2 separate regions of the Mus musculus genome follow, and region 2 is linked to region 1. Evidence: chromatin contacts called from public HiChIP or PLAC-seq data. All regions are on one chromosome and are shown on one strand. Each heading gives the region's core, a stretch centred on a gene start, on an enhancer-like site or on the middle of the called end of the contact. The rest is flanking DNA. Distances are from core to core; before and after follow the strand shown.

What was found. HiChIP or PLAC-seq counts read pairs in DNA pulled down with a chosen protein or histone mark.
Region 2: an H3K27ac HiChIP or PLAC-seq map of embryonic stem cells shows a contact between it and region 1, with 5 read pairs. The contact joins the promoter of 5330411J11Rik here to the promoter of Dapl1 in region 1. A contact is called at or near these places in 1 of 115 datasets of contacts at active chromatin or transcription factors (embryonic stem cells) and 1 of 9 other capture datasets (adipose tissue).

The regions. Positions count from the first base shown.
Region 1 is chr2:59,483,374-59,486,073 of GRCm38.p6, forward strand. It overlaps Dapl1 (death associated protein-like 1), which reads left to right and starts at 1,280. Exons shown (of 4, transcript NM_029723.3): 1 at 1,280-1,393. The coding sequence starts at 1,336.
Region 2 is chr2:59,385,325-59,388,024 of GRCm38.p6, forward strand. 5330411J11Rik (RIKEN cDNA 5330411J11 gene) reads right to left here and starts at 1,358. Exons shown (of 3, transcript NR_040510.1): 1 at 1,300-1,358.

The sequences.
Region 1 (2,700 bases), core at 30-2,529:
GGGGTTGTGTTTAACTTCTTTCACTCTTGAAGAGAAGTACTCTAGACATCTGTACACAGGGTTCTGTGTATAAAAGTTTTTATTTCTCTTAGAATTCCCTGCAATTTGATTATTGGTTGCACAATATGTGCTAAGTATGTTGAATTGACTTCTAACATTTTACTTTTTTTGTATTCTCATAACCATGTATAAAAGCTCCTATTGCTCTAACATCATCATTAACATTTAGGGGTTTTGTTTGTTTGTTTTGTTTTGTTTGTTTTTGAGACAGGGTCTCTCTACATAGGCCAGACTGGCCTCGAACTCACAGAGATCCACCTGCCTCTGCCTCCCAAGTGCTGGGATTAAAGGCATATACTGTCACGCCTAGTCGAAGGGCAGTTTTTGATGGAAGAACAGTTTGTCCAAGTACTGTCTGCTAAATGTTGGCCCTGGAGGTACAGCAATATGCTTTAACTCATACGTTCTTAGCAAAAAGTTGCATCTATTGGTTACCATTTCACTATATTACCACCGATATTTCTGCATCAATGAGTATTAGTTGAAACATGATTTGGAATATGCACTACACAGCATTCTCTTGATCACATCTTAATTTAGCTAAGCCTCTGCTTGGTGAATATTTATAGTAGATGTGATGACAGGTACATATAATTCTAACTCTGAGGAGGTGGAGACAAAAAGACTAAGTTTGGGGCTGGCTTGAGAAACTTAACAGGACCCTGTCTCGAAATGAAGTCAAAAGGACTGGAAAGGTGGCTCAGTTCTTAAGAGCCCTGTTTTAAAACAAATAAAACAATATAAGAAAGAAAAGAAATACATAATTACTATACTTGCACAGAAGTCTCTGTCCACACCTGCAATTCTTTTCTTAGCATGAGTGCTCAACACTGGGAAGCCCTTAGAAAGGAAAGGTGCTCACTTGTATTGTCTCTTAGAAAGACTATAGATGTCTTAAAGCAAAGACTCTGTCTTGTCCATTGTGACACCCCTGGACGTGACAAGGACCTCACACTGGAACACTGCTCTTACCAGAGAGAAGAATCGTTGACGTTAAGAAAGAATTCATCCAGACTGGATCTTCTCTACACTCTCCTCAGACCTCACTCTGTCCTGTAAACATCTACCTGGCTTTCCCAGGCTAACGAAAGAAGAGAAGGCTTGCCAAAGAGACTCAGGTTCCAGGGCAGCTTAATGATGAGCCTGGTTGTTGCTCAGCAATGCCCTCAAGGGGCCCCGCCCCCTGAAGCTATAAAGCCTTAGTGAGGTGAGATGAGCCAGTTACAACTGGCACTCAGCCTCAGAGCATCGGCAAGGCACTGGCACACAGGCACTATGGCAAACGAAGTACAAGTTCTGCCGTCCCCGCTGAAAGGGCGGTATGCCCCAGCAGGTAGGTTCCCCCACCTGACCTCGCTCCCACCGAAAAAGGCTTCCACACTCCATCTGAGAGGCATCCATCCTCCCAGAAGTAGTGTTGCTTTAACTTCCAGCAGCCCGAGCTCCTCCATGGTTGTAGATTAGTTGTGACCCCTCACCTAGGGGTTACCACCTTGGGGAGCCCTACCTTTCTCCAAGATGCCCATGGTTAGCTGACCTCATACTGACTTCCATGAAGAGAACAGCAGTACCCCGTTTCTGCTTCTTGAGTCTTTGGGCTTGGGCAATGCTCTCAACCCATAAACTGAGGAGCAGGTTTTAATAAGCACCCATTGTCTGCAGGGGCTCTAACAACTAGAGAGCCTTCCTTTTTTTTTTTTTTAAATCCATGCTATTGACGTCAACTCTGTGGACTCTAGAAAGTGGTTCTCCTGCAACTAAGCCTATGTTTACATAGCTTGACTAGCATGAACAGGCCTACTTTTAGTCAGTTTTACATTCTTCCAACTGCTATCCCTCTCCCCTGGCATCTCAAAAGCCTGGCTGCTTTGTCCTTGCCTGTCTCCATTTACAAATCCAGTTATTTGTATAATTCTTTGTCAGGTCTAAGAGGAGGCGGAGGCCTCTTAGCTGCTGGCAGGTAGGACAGGCACAGGCTTTGCAAAGGGCAAGGATCTGATACAGACCCAGAGCTTTCTAGAAGGCAGCCCAGTAGAATCAGAGTCTTCCGGCTCGTTCTACACACCATGGCCGGTCTGCTTTGCCAGTCTACGGACATTCCACACTTGTAGTTGGATTCAGCAGTTTTTAATGTTAAAATTTTAAAGGTTTTGATGCAAACGAGTCTGGGAGCGAACGGGCACGTTGTTGGAAGAGGAACTCATATATTGCATGGATAAAAAGAAATGCCACCACTCTCTTCTGCTGCCTCCACTCCCATCCAACTAAAAAATCCGATTTGCTACAGTACATTCATGCACAAAGTTAAACTTAAATGAGAGTTTGAATGATACCACCGGGGAACTTCCTGTCCCTGTCACTAATGATTGCTAATTGCTCTGTGTACAGAGCGCACCATGACTCTATCAAGCATGTCACAGTGCCTCTGGCATGACAATGAATTGTTATGAACTGTGACACTGCAGATAAGGGCTTTGGGATAATTGGGATGGAGATGAAGGCAGGCTTGCTCTCCCACTGAGCTCCAGAGAACAAAGAGGTTTCATCCTTCAGCTCGTCTTCCCCCAACCACCATCACCTTTTTTTTTTTTTTAATTTAAAGTCTGAACCAGTTTTCAATGATGCAAAGTTTTATTTATG
Region 2 (2,700 bases), core at 108-2,607, 98 kb before region 1:
CTTACGGCACTGAAAATCAATACCTGCTTCTCTCCTTTCCACAGCGTGGGGGATGGTCCCCAGGACCTCCTGCCACAGGCTAGGAAAGTGCCCCTCCCCCCCCCTGCTGATTTTACCTTTTGTTCCTATGGAAACCCATTGCCAGATCTGGAATATCTACAAGTATGACATGATTTCATTTCAGGATCTCTCACTAATTATAAAAATCCTAATACCTTACACAAATACAACAAAATAGTTACAAAGAAAAGAAAACCTTATACCAAAACCAAACAAACCAAAAATCCCTCTGAAGTTATGTGTGAATTTTCAGCCCACCACACCCTAGGAAGGAATGGCCTCTGGGCTAGGAGTGGTGACAATGGATGTTTTGAAATACAAAACCTACTGTCTATTCTGTCCATTCCTGACCCCTAAGTCCCCAAAGCATCTCTTCAGGGAAGCAAGAGCAACAGAGGTGAGCCCTACCCTTCCAGCTCTCTGTTGGTGAGTTTAGATTCCAGACGGTTTGACCTTCTCTCCCAAGTTTCTCCTATACAGTCCCTTTCCCCTCAGAAAGTACTCGAATGAAACTAGAATATCAGGGTCTGCCAGAGTCCATGGTGCCTGAGGCAGGATTTTTAGAGGCAGTATTCTGTTGTTTTCTTGGTGGTGATGTTTTCTTTTCTTGGTGGCCATTATTCTGAGGTGTGCTCTTGTTATATAGCCAAGCCTGGCCTCAAACTTGCCACCCTCCTGCCTCCTCTGTGTTAAGATTACAGCTATGAGGCCCCCATGATGACCTCGGTGGTAGCTGTAATTCAGATCAAGGCCACCAACTCACGTAGACCTCCCACTGAAAGGTAAACACCGTATTTCCATCCCTTGAACCTGGGTGAGCTTGTAGGACCTCTGTCAAAAGGAGAAGTCACATGGTCACAAATGGCTTTCTGCTCAGTTCACAGGGGCATGGTGGCAGGAGCTCACACAGTCTGAGGTCATCATGTCAGAGAGACCAAGGGAAGGACCATTGAGAGCACGGGAAGGGAGAAATGACCACAAGCCTCTTACCCTTCGTTCAAGCAATCGCAACCCAAAGCTCAAAATGTGTGCATGGAGAAACCTTCAGTTAACTTCACCTTTAGCCTCCAAGCCTTCTAGTTTGTGGCTCGGACATCACGGAGCAGGGACCAGGCATACCTAACATGACCTACTTAATCCTTGGCTGGTAGGGATCAGAAGAGGTTTTGCAGCACAGCTTGTGCGGTGGCTTGTCAGACAATAAAGAATTGAACCTGGGAAGGAGAAAGGATGTCTCACCGTATAATTCCTTGTTCCTTTTCCCCCTGTCTCTCTTTGGATCTCCATGTTAGAAAAACAGCCCCATAGGAGGGAAAGAAACTAGATGCTAGCAGCTTTAATTAATCCTCTGCCTTGCCGCAGTTTCTTGCATCATTTATATGCCTTTGCCCAAGGAAGTGGCTGATGTTCTCCCTAATTTAGGGATAAGGAAACCTTGACTTATAAGATTTGACAACGCCAGCCAGGAAGCCACCTGGGTATGAAGCTCTGCCTTACCCCTCGCCTCTATGTTGTTCCTGAGCACAGTGTATTCAGAGTTAGCACCTAGATTATCTTTGTCTAAATTAAATTTTCTGCAAGACTGTGTTCTTAGGGAAACCAAATTAAAGTACCGTTGAAAGAGCCACGGCAACTCAGGAGGATTAAGCATGTCAAAACATCCCTAGGCATGTTTCCCCCAAGATGGCACAGGCTGTTCATTTGCTTCTCTTGCGAGATTGTCTTGCTTTGAAGCTCACGGCAAATATCTTCCCCGACAGTGAAAGAGTGTGCAAGGGACTGGAGCCTGTTCCCAAGTCTATCCCCCGTGGAAAACAGAATGGCAGCAAGTTTCCTGGGGGTGGGGGTGGGGGTGGGGGTGGGGGTGGGAAAGAGCCTAGTGGCTTCAGGCTCTACAAAGTCTTCCTACCCTTTCAAGAGGTTTTCTCTTCAGAACCCCTGGTGGCAGCTGTCCAGAGGAAGAATCCAAGTCGCTTGGGTTGTTTGTTTGTTTGGTTGGTTGGTTTTGGTTTTGGTTTTGGTTTTTCGAGACAAGGTTGCCCTGGCTGACCTGGAACTCACTCTGTAGACCAGGCTGGCCTCGCACTCAGAAATCCACCTGCCTCTGCCTCCCGAGTGCTGGGATTAGAGGCGTGTGCCACCACCGCCCCGCCCACTTGTTTGTCACGTGGCCCGTGAAACAGAGACCTAAAGAAACAGCAAGACCATATCCATCACGAACAGCCCTTTGGACCTCTGATGACCCCAACAGTCAACTCCAGCTCTGCCAAGGGAGAAAGGCGATATCTAACAGGGTGATCTTTCCCTAGGTTCTGACCCACCAAAGTGTGTGGGGAGGCAGGTTACTGAGAAGCGCTTGGGAAGGTCAAGCCCAGAGGCATTGGCTCAGAAAGAGGTTAAGAGTAACCATATCTCCTATCTCCCCGCCCCCTGCCCATCTATCTCATTAGACAGTTCATGTCTTTTCTACCTAGTGCTTTGTGTCTAGCTTTCTAACCAAACATTACAAGGCAGACTAAGAGCAAAAAGCCCAGCTAAAGAAGACCAAGGAAGCAGCTGAGCCTAGCTCATTGAGTCAGACCAGGAATCTAAAGGGACTCTGACTGACATAGTAAAGCTCCTGACGAGGAAGCTAGCTGG